3 separate regions of the Hordeum vulgare genome follow, and all the other regions are linked to region 3. A link is a contact called in public Hi-C data. All regions are on one chromosome and are shown on one strand. The core of a region is the stretch at or near the end of the contact, and the rest is flanking DNA. Distances in the headings are between cores, read along the strand shown.

The links. Hi-C and Micro-C count contacts between places; a contact is called where the count stands out from the background.
Region 1: a Hi-C map of leaf shows a contact between it and region 3, with 5 times the contacts expected there. The contact joins the promoter of LOC123439471 here to the promoter of LOC123442875 in region 3. A contact is called at or near these places in 2 of 6 Hi-C or Micro-C datasets (leaf and seedling).
Region 2: a contact with region 3 is called in a Hi-C map of seedling, with 3 times the contacts expected there. The contact joins the promoter of LOC123442873 here to the promoter of LOC123442875 in region 3. A contact is called at or near these places in 3 of 6 Hi-C or Micro-C datasets (leaf and seedling).

What each region holds. Positions count from the first base shown.
Region 1 is chr3H:39,931,222-39,934,757 of MorexV3_pseudomolecules_assembly, forward strand. LOC123439471 reads right to left here and starts at 1,749. Exons shown (of 3, transcript XM_045116182.1): 1 at 1,673-1,749; 2 at 1,298-1,604; 3 at 171-1,191. The coding sequence starts at 1,594. The coding sequence ends at 439.
Region 2 is chr3H:40,159,916-40,163,672 of MorexV3_pseudomolecules_assembly, forward strand. It overlaps LOC123442873 (probable E3 ubiquitin-protein ligase HIP1), which reads right to left and starts at 1,631. Exons shown (of 7, transcript XM_045119042.1): 1 at 1,484-1,631; 2 at 98-216; 3 at 1-16. The coding sequence starts at 149.
Region 3 is chr3H:40,745,527-40,749,096 of MorexV3_pseudomolecules_assembly, forward strand. LOC123442875 (DEAD-box ATP-dependent RNA helicase 20) reads left to right here and starts at 1,897. Exons shown (of 10, transcript XM_045119047.1): 1 at 1,897-2,151; 2 at 2,256-2,503. The coding sequence starts at 2,096. It overlaps LOC123442874 (mini-ribonuclease 3-like), which reads right to left and starts at 1,706. Exons shown (of 7, transcript XM_045119046.1): 1 at 1,434-1,706; 2 at 1,009-1,136; 3 at 700-789; 4 at 308-360. The coding sequence starts at 1,659.

The sequences.
Region 1 (3,536 bases), core at 499-2,998, 810 kb before region 3:
ACCTACACGCTTTCCTAGACTATGTTCCTACCTCCACAATGGGGAGTAACATGTATGTAGTGTCATGCAACAATGCATTTATTAGGCTATAGACTCATTGTTTCTTGGAGTGTGTGATGTTCCGGTAACTTAGCTAGTTACCACAAGCACCTCTCTCTTCACTAAATACGTGCCACATAAGCAAAGTTGTATTGGAGTGTGTAATGTTACTGCTAAGTTCCTCCCCATTGTGACCAGCCTCATAGAGTACCAGCCAATCGACACCACTGTTGACTCGTCAAACTAATCATGTTACCCTGCCGGCGTCATCAGCTACAGCTAGGATCTCTGCAATCTGAATGTCGGCAGCCATTGTTGCCATCTATCTATCTTATCTTACAGCACTAACAGCAGTTCACTTCACACCTCAAGATGATATATTCTGGTGGTAATCATCTACTATATGGACATGATTGAGTAATGCGACTCCAGAACCCTCTGCCTCTTGGTCTGTAACTGAAACTGATTGCTGCTGCTGCTGCTGCTATCATAGACCAGCTCTGGAGAAGCAACCTTGGCCAGAGCCTGCCTCACAGCCTCCTTGAGAGAATGCAGTCCAGCACGGCCTGCTGCTGCGCTGCCTTCCCCGTCCTCCTCCTTGCAGAGCGTGAAGACATGCTGCACCCGTCCTCCTAGGGATGTCACGTCCGCTCTCACCGTCCTCAGCCTCAGGCCATGGAGGGCCTGGATGAGCCCGGCCACGAGGTCCGGCCGGTCGTTGCAGCTGACAGACGCCTTAATGTAGAGGCGTCTATCGTCGTCGTCGGTGTCCCCGGTGCAGCAGAATTCGACGGAGACCATGTCGGCCTCCGGCGGGAGACCCGGCGTTTGCTGCGCGGCCTCGCTGGCTCTCCTCTTCAGGTGTCTCACTTGGTCCACCACCCTGGCTAGCAAGGCGGCCTTGTCCATCTGCAATGCAGAAGAGAAGAGACATTTTCCTGACAAGTCGCATAATAGCAGCGTACCGCAGTGCCCTACTTTATTTGTCTTATCATAGATAGATAGAATTGCAGGGTGAAAAAGTCTGATGAAATGTGAACACTTGTGCGAGCTTTCAATGTTCTTCTTCATAAAGCTCGTGCCTGATGCTGACATAAATAAAGGTGGATCGGAATTGCTTGAACTTCTTATTAATGCAAAGCTAGTTTCTTTCTGCCAGAAAAGCTGATCGATTAGCTATCGACAATAATTATGTGCAGCCGAGCTTTGTTTGGTTAATGCTTCGTAACACTGAAATGGCTAAGATATTGGCGCAAACCTGCTTGGTATCAGGGATCATCCTCCTGAGCGCGGCCAGGTGAGCGTTGATCCTCTCCCGGCGCCGGCGCTCGGCCTCGCTGTGGATCCTCAGGGCCCTCGCCTCCGTCGCGCTCCTCCCCGACCCCGTGGACGAGGACGTGGTCGACACCTCCGGCGGCCCAGCCGGAGGCGCCGAGGTGGCCTGCCGGGGCGCCATAGCCGGACCTCTGCACACCGTAGGGTCACAGTCACCGTGCGGCATCAGCTCATTTCCTTGTTGCAGAGATTTGCATGCCGCTGCCGTCCAGCCAAGCATCTTACAGCTTCTGCAAGAACAATGAAGAATGTGATTTTCTGACGATGAACCAGAAGACGGGGATAGGAGGAGGCTTACAATAATTAGTGCGGCGGCGTCTTGTCATCTCATTCTCTTGTTATATACTGTAGGATGGATATAGGACTGTCTGTGAGAGATGACCGCCCTACATACGCATCTATTTTCTCACATATCACATGTGGTGTGCCCTACCCCACTACGGGGATAATAATATAGGGGAAATCTCGGTCTCGGATTGGCATGGGTGAGGTGGCGTGTATGAGTGTGTCATGAGTCGGATATAGGAGTATGTAATTGGAAAGAACCATGCCATGCCATGCCATGCCAAACTATTGATTGCACTGTAGTGTACTCCGTGTATGTAATGGCTATGATCGCGAGAGGAAATAGGAGTACTATCTATGCACAGCAGCTAGCCTGTGTGCGTCGTATGGCATACGATGGGAATCTCAATGAAATTTCGGAATGCAATCCTCCGTGTATGTAGCGGCTATGATCGCGAGAGGAAATCCCAACGATTCGTATCTCGCTTTCAATGAAATTTCAACGAAAATTCGGGGAGTTTCAGTTATTTCAGTAAGCAGGTGCCAGAATGTTTCAGCACTTTCAGTTGGCCACAGCACACATAATCCTCCGTGCAGTGCCTGTGAGCGCGAGAGGCAGCCACGGACGGAGACGACGCCTACTGTTGGTTAAGTGATGATGAAGTTATCCGCAGCAGTGTCGGGCTTTGGCCTCTTGCAACCACGCTTCCACATCAAACCAGCAACTCCATTCACACTGTTCCGTCTATTTGCCGTGTCAAGCAACACAGCGGTTGCGGAACCGCTGTTCAGGTCAAAGCTGGTTATTTTCCGATCGACGCCATTTCTCGACTGCTTATGATCAGAAATTCAGAATACGTGATATGGAAGTCAGGAAATGGAACAGTTTTCCCTTTTGACTTATGAACATAGGAACAATATAGACACCATCATCAGTCGAACTTACATTCTGCGTGTGAACTTTGGTTCGAGCGTCCACACGCACAGCTGCCCAAGAAACAAGCGCGTGCTCTGTTTCAGGAACCCCACTAGCCAGAGGCAACACCACACTCCTCTGTTTGCTTAACACTATATTCCCTTCATTCCATAATAGTATGTCCGCGTTTCTTGAGATTTAAGTTTGATCATAAATTTAATCACCATGGTTAACTGCAATGAAAGCAAAAATTATATCATTAAAAACTTCATTCAAATACAGTTTCAATAATATAATTGTGGACAGTGATAGGCGTCGGACTGCCGACCGAAAACTTAAGTCCGGTCCAACGCCAGCCACCCGATACAGCTCTAGGAGGTTGTCAGATTTGTCCCGGAGTCGTCTTGTTCCTCCCTCCTCCATCTCTTTCTCCGTTTTCTCATCCGCCGACGAACCAAAGCCGCACGAACATCATGCGCAAGAGAAAACCCACCCCTCCCCGACCACCCCCAACGCAGATGACCTCGTCGGCTCGTCGCCGCTCGTCATCCTCGCTCCTGGAAAGCCGCAGTTCCAACATCCTGCGTCTTCCTCCTCGCCGCTATCGTCGACGGTCCGGACACCGTCTTCAGCCTCCGTTTCGTGTTGCCGCCCACGCCGGCCACCGGGATGCTCCTGAAGGTCGACTCCTCCGGTCGTCTGCGCGCGCTCAGCACGGCCTACTCCCCCACAGAGGCGCGTACCACGCTACACACTGCTGTAGCTTTTACAGGTGCCGGCTGCAGCCATTGTAGCATAAATTGATACCAGTTGTATAAAAAATCGACATCGATTGTTGCAAAAAATCCGACGAACTCTGACGAACGTGGATGCAACTTAATTAGTGAACAGTTGTAGCAAAAATTGATACCAGTTGTAGAAAAAATGAATATCGGTTGTAGCAAAAAAAATTCGATGAACT
Region 2 (3,757 bases), core at 381-2,880, 590 kb before region 3:
TGCTCAAAAAACATCCCTGAGATTGAAACGAAAGAGTGTTACTATTTTATCAAACTAAGATAAACAGCAGAACAGAGCACAGGTGAAGTAGAGCTACCTAAAGGCACAGGTTCATTGCCATGCCCATCCCTGGGTTGAGTATGATCCATCTCTGGCACTTGCAGATGGTTCAGATGATGCCTAGCCAAGAAACAGTCCTGCCTGGTTGCCCTTAACCTGGAAACACAATTTGAATGAACATCAGTAGTGTAGCATCAGATAGCAATGTTACGTCTCCTTGAAACAATGTGTTAGCATGAAGTTCAACACGGAGTATGGACCGAGCTACCGCTGCAACTCAGGTATCCAAACATGAGAATGACTTCATATACTCCTATAAAACTAGGAAAGTAGATTCATTAGTAAATCCACTCATTACTTTAGCAAAAGAAACGGACTTTGTGCTATATTATTAGACAATAAGCACCTGAAAGTGAGATATGTAGCAAATCTGAAGAAATGTGGCAAAAGGGGGGAGCATTGCCCTCCTAAATGGAGTATATGGGCTTCTAATAACAAATTCCTGTTCTAGAATTTTAGGCTCCCCCAGATATAACAGCTGACAAAAACAGGGCATGGTTATAAGTCAATTGATGCATGAGGTAAAACATGTTAACTTACAAGTTATGTTTGATCAGTTAACCAAAAGCAAACAAAATGGTTGCTGACAGCAGAGCAGCGAGGGTCATTAAACAAACCCATCAGATTGCAAAGCACCTGTTTCTTTTGTCAGACAGGGAGCAATCTATCATGCACATGACCCACTCTGCTCTATCATCAAATTGATCTTATCCAGGAAAGAACTAAACAATACAAAAAAGCCTCCCGTCCCGCACCAAGGAGAGCATATCGACGGACCAATCCACCAACAAGAATGCTTCTTGGTGCCAGGGATTCTACAAGAAACGGTGATTCCAGAATTTTGAACCCGGGACCAGATATGGCAGGTGATAAAAACTACGGGATGCCTGTCCGCCAGCAGATAGGCCAGCAAAGTTTGAAATTCGTACGATGCGGTACCCAAAGCGATACGAAATGGCCGCGGAGAGCAGCTTCCCCCCTGCCACACGGCGCCTAAGATGCGAGCAAGATGGTACTCCTCCTATAATTGGAGAGAAACAGCAACTGGTGGGAATCAACCAAAGAAATCAGGAAAAATCTACACGTTTCCTTTTTGAGACGGGTGGGGGGCCAATCAAGCACGCACGTGACGGACCCCGCTCCATCACCAGGCAGGCAGGCTAATCCTATCCAGGCGGACGGGCGGCCAGCTAGCTAAACGGCGCAAACACGTGTCCCGCCCCGCCGCTCGCTGGCACGGCGGATCAGCCCACCCACCCACCCACGGCGCCGCCGCCCGCCGGGGAGGGGAGGGGAGGGGAACCGCAACGTAAAGCCGGAGGGGACGCGGCGGAATCGAGCGAATCGGGAGGGGGGCCGGTACCTGCGCGAGCGCGGCGGCCGATCCGGAGCGCGATCCGTCCAGATCGGCGACGGGGTAGGAGGCGGCGCTGCTGCTTCGTGGGCTCTGCTGCTGGGTTGTACGCAGGGAAGAAACAAATTTGTCCGCGTGGGTGGGGAGGGAGGGAGACGGTGGGGGCTGGGGGCGACGAAGCGGGGAGGTATTTATAACGGGAGAGGGCGAGAGCGTTTGGAGGGGTGGGCGGAGAAGGAGAAGGAGAAGGAGTAGGAGTAGGGGAGGCCTGCGTGGGTGGTGCGGGGCCCCGCGCCTCGCCACTTTACTGCCAAAAATAAGCGTCTCCCCTTGGTCGGTTTTCAAAATCCAAACCCCGGCCCCGCCTGCCAGCGAGGGGACGGCGCGGCGCCGGATGCGCCACGAGGGCGTCTGGGCAAGCGGGGGGGGGGGGGGCCACGTGTCGCCGTACAGCCGGAGGGACGCGGTTCGTATACGGATCGTATGGATACACGGGAAGATACGAGGGGGCCCGCGTGTAAGGGAGGGTTTGACTCACGGCGTGGTTTGGTTGGTCGCCTTTTTTTTTCTCCCCTTCGGAGAGGACGGACGCCTTTCGCCTTTGCTTGAAAGGCTCACCTTTGGCCCTGGGTGCCGCACACACAAACGCCAACTGCATTCTGGGCATGACAGGGCAGAGCCGGGTAAGATCGGCCTACCTATTAGCTTGCGCCTTTTCTTAGCGCAGCGGGTTCACGTTGCTCAAAAAAAAAAAAAATCAGCACAGCGGGTTTATTTCTTTCCCTTTCCAGTGCCTGTCACCCGGGATATGCTAAACAATTCTTCTCTTCTCTGGCGTATAAAAGCCCGTGTATATCTGGCTCTTAATTACGATTATTATTTATTTAATACTCCCTCCGTTCTTAAGTATAAGTTTTTTAAGAGATTTTATTAACAGATGACTACATACAAATCAAAATGAATGAATCTACACTTTAGAATACGTCTATATACATCCGTATGTAATCCTTGAGTAGAACCTCTAAAAAGACTTATGTTTAGGAACGGAGGAAGTAGTAGTGTATAAATATGCGTGTGCGCGTCTGCTGCGGTGTGTATATCTCGACTAATCCAGCGACGCGTGCATGGGCGATAAGTTAACGCCGGATGATTGCGATCCCGGTTGCTCCTTCGCTCCCGAGATCTTGCGGAATTCGGTGTGTGGATTTCGTCTTGGATTGTTACCTATCCCGTCTCTGTTTACGGGGGGTTTGACGTTGACTCTCGTAGCGTGGGGGGAGGGAGGCGCACGAAAAGGTCTGCGTCACTGTCCATCGGAGATCAGACCATGGCCCATGAGCGTTGTTGGCCCATCCCGGGCCCACGGCTCGGTGGGAGTCAGCTGCGACGGACGTGGCCGTCTTTTCTCTGTGCCCGGCTCGCGATCGCGCTGACGGAGGGCGGACACGCCGGGGGTACGTCGTCCACGTGGGCTTGGCTGACCTGTGGGGCCTACGGAAAAGCTCGCCACCAGCTTTGCAATTAGTCTTGCGCACCACGTACGTGTCGGTCTGGTGTGGGGCTGGGCTGGAGCCCACCATCGGTTCCTCCGTAACCCGTTCCGTGCGAGAAAAACGAACGTGTGCCAGGGCGCTGCAGCTGCGACCCGGCGAGCGCCACGGGGCAGAGAGCATGAGATGTGTGGTGTGGGTCACGTTCCAACGGCGGCACCACCGCGCAGCACGCGGGCCTACGGCTAGGGGCGAAGGAGCCAATGGATGGATAGGTAGCCCGTGACGCCTGAGGACCCAAAGCAACGCAGCTGCAGCACGCCATACCATACCACCACGCCAGGCACTAGTAAAAGAAATCACAGGGAAATTGCTAGTAGCGGGTAGCCAGGTGCCAGTAGCGCTCGTATTGATGACGAGCCTATACCTTGCGCCGGGCTGCCGGTCGATGATAAATGCAGATGCCGCGCCGAACTGTGTCAGCACTACATTGATCAAGAGTAGGAGTACTTTGTTGATTGATGAAGGGTGACTTTTTCCTTACTGGATGAATGCTCGTCTGGAGATATGCTGGGCGTAGTATACGCCCTCGCCAAAACTGTTCGGCGCAGTTTTTTTTACTGCGGGGGGAACTGTTCCTCGCGGTTACGGAGAGGATGCAGGGCCTGGTCAAGCCATCGAGGGTACGGAGAGAATAAAGGGTTGCGGTATATGCCTCTTTTCTGCGTAGTACTCTACACGGAGGCTCAAGGGGAAGGCCGTGTGTGAATTCGCTGACCAAATTTAGTACTTG
Region 3 (3,570 bases), core at 647-3,146:
CTATATAATGCAGAGAAAAGAAATGTGGTGCAGTACAAAGGCAAGTCTAGGAAGATGAATTCATACGTCCTGAATACTGATGCACTAACACCACATGGAAGCTCAATCATGTGTACAGAGGCTAGTGCATGGTGTTTTTCCTAGTAGGCAATAAAATGCTACTCCCTCCGCCCCAAATTACTTGTCGCAGAAATGGATGTATCGAGAACTAAAAATACGTCTAGATACATTCATTTCTGCGACAAGTAATTCCACACGGAGGGAGTATTAAGAAACATGTAGGTACAAGGCACATAACATAATTTACCTTTCTTCTTCAGTTAGAAAATCCTCTCCCAGGAGTTTGTTCAGCAGCAGATCCTGAAGTAACGAAACAAATGACAATTGATGTGAAAATATGCCTCACATCGTGATGCTTCAAAGCACTCTCTTATATGCAGAAAACGGAATGAAAAGGCAAACAAAACGAGTGCTCTTCAAGGATTGAACTACAACCATTAAAATAACGGTAACTGAAACAACATTAGGAGACAGTACCAATTGAAATACGCGAAAAATGTCAATATGTAGGCTATGATACAATGGATAAACATAGATAATAAGATAAATTCTACATCACAATCAATGAATATACCATACTGAAGCATCTAGTCTATGTAAGCTGTTTGATCAGAGGATAAAGAAGAGCCATATCCAGACCTGTGATTCACATTTCACAACATCCATCACGCGCTTATTGTATTCATTGATGCTCAGTGGAGGAAAGAAGAAGTGTCTCCGAGCATAAAGCTGTATTACAAAGAGCAAGAATCAGATCATCTCACAACAAACAAGCTTGAAGTGGAAAACTAGTACACATTGTCTCGACATCGTCACAAACATCATACAGTAAATCCAGAACAAGTGAAGGTCAACAGTGACAGCTAGGCTGAGCTACATGTAAGATAACTACATAACAGCAACTGTAAAGTGCATAAAAACCAACGAATAAAATTGACCAGTTCTCACTTCATATATGCAGTCCCCCAAGTATGCCAGCGATGCCGCGTTGTAGAGTGAACGGGGCTTCTTCACCTCTGGCGCGGGCGGCAACCACCACTTCTCAAACCCCATGTACGTGCTTGTGCTCTTCTTTGCTAATACGAACCAACCAACAATCAGTTGACAGAATTACTCTCTGACTAAATAGTGCACTAACCACACGACCCTGACACCAGAGCAGGTCACGGCGACATGTAACTAGTTGTCATCAAGTTCTCGACGACACAACCGTTCTATCGCACTTGCTTTTAAAGTCAAAATCTATATGCAATTGCCTTGTACTACCAACTTCCAGTTGTTCACTGACAGCATGCTGCCAGAGCTTCAGGGGGGCAGAACGTGGAGCAAATGGCCGGGATGGCAGAGCTGAGGGAGGATAGATAGATAGATACCTTGGCCCTCGCTGCTGCGCGCGAAGAGGTCGGCGTGCGTGGGAGGGGGCGCGCGCGCCGGGGTGGTCGCCGTCGCCGGCGACTGCCCCAGTGCGGGCTTGGGCTTCGCCTTTGAAGGCTTGGGCACGGCGACGGTGGCGGCGCCCGGGTTCATGTCCCAGGCGGCGCGCACGCGGAACTGGCGGTGCCGCGTCGGCGTCGCCATGGTCGCCGCCACGGTGGCCATCGTCGCCGCAGGCAAAAACTCTCGCGCCGTCGAGGACGCAAATGGATAAACCGCCTCCCGCCGTGGATATTCCCACCCTTTTCCTCTGCTCGTGGCCCGCGCGGGCCCACCTGTCAGTGCAGTCATTGCCAGTTTACGCTTTTGTTAGACATGGGATACGCTTTGTATGTGGGGTTGTGCATTACGGTGAAATGCGCCTACGAGGGCAATAGCTCGAGCAGTCTACCCGAATGCCTGTTGAACTCGCCGCCTGTGCTTCGCTTCCAATTCGAATCGCCTCCGCCGCGGCGCCGCCATTAGCTTTGCTTGCTTCTTCTAGAAGAATTCCTCTTTCGGCTCGCCGAATCGAGCCCTCCACCGCCTCGGCGCACCCTCGCCGGAGCCGAGCCCCCCACCGCCCGCCGCTAAACCCTAGCTGCCGCCGGCGACGGCCGCCATGAGCCGCTTCGACGGCCGTGCGGCGGACCCCAGCTCCTACCGCGACCGCCGCAGGTAACCCGCCCCGCTCCAAACCCTAACAGTACCCATAACAATCCTGGTTGGTTACTTATTTCTGCCTGGTCCGGTTGGTTACTTATTTCTGCCTGCGTTCGCAGTGAGGGGGCCTTCGGTGGCGGGACGAGGGCGTTCGCGCCGTCGGGGAGACCGGATGCTGCCGCCGCGGCGGCCGCGGCAGAGCTGGACGGGCTGCCGCGATTCGAGAAGAACTTCTACGTGGAGGTTCCCGCGGTGGCCGGCATGACGGCGGAGGAGGTCGAGGCGTACCGCCGCCGCCGGGAGATCACCGTCGAGGGCAACGACGTGCCCAAGCCGGTGCGCGGCTTCCGCGACGTCGGCTTCCCAGGTTAGGCCGTGGTGTTCTTCGTAGCCCCTTTTATCCCCATCCGCTACTGTTGTGTTGCAGGCTTTCAGTTTCAGACGCACAAATTTGATAGAATCAGCAGGGAATAGGATAAATTTGTATGCTTTTTTAGCATCTCTGTTGAATTACTTAAAATCGAATAACAGGAATGTCTTCATTTAGCTACGGGTCTCCTTGTATCACATGATGCTCTGTTTCTATCATACCACGCTCAAAAAGCATACTTTTGATGCACGTATATGTAATTGAAGCAAATACTCTCATGTCACTGGGCTGAGTGCCTGAGTTGATCCTGTTAGCTGATTGGGAAACGGCTTGCCCTGTGAAGCAGTGATTCTCATTGAATCGCAATTTTAGGTAGTTAGCTCTCCATTGCCTACATATGTGAGTAATCAACACTAGGATATTAGGGCCTAATAGCACTGGTTCTCCTGCTCTTTCTCGTGCCAATCACTGCACTTATTGCTAGAAGATTAGTACTGTATTTTCATTGCTTTCAAGATACTTGATATGTGTTCGATGAACTGAAAACAAAATGGTAAAAGTATATATATTACTCCCTCTGTCCCATAATATAAGAGTGTTTTTGACACTAACGCTCTTATATTATGGGACGGAGGAGTACTTTTTTACCAACTAGGAGTTTTCTAGACCTCACATTGCATCACATTATAATCAGAAGGCTCATGCTTCTGGAGGATAGCACCATATTATGATACCCTCTGATGTCTGCCTTTGCTTTTCTCCACCTTTGTTCTTAAATTTATATTCTTTTTGTATAAAAACTGTGCTGTTTGTTTAAGAAAAATGATGCTATTCATAGATACATGATTATAATTTTGTTTACTTGGCGCAGCGGTACAGCTGTTGCCTTGTGATCTGGGTTCGAATCCTGGAAACAGCCTCTTACAGAAATGTAGGGAAAGGCTGCGTTCAAAAGACCCAAAGTGGTTGGGCCCTTCCCTGGACCCTGCGCAAGCGGCAGCTACGTGCACCGTGCTGCCCTTTTTTTTATGCTTCCTTAGCTTTATCATCTCACAGCCTTTGTT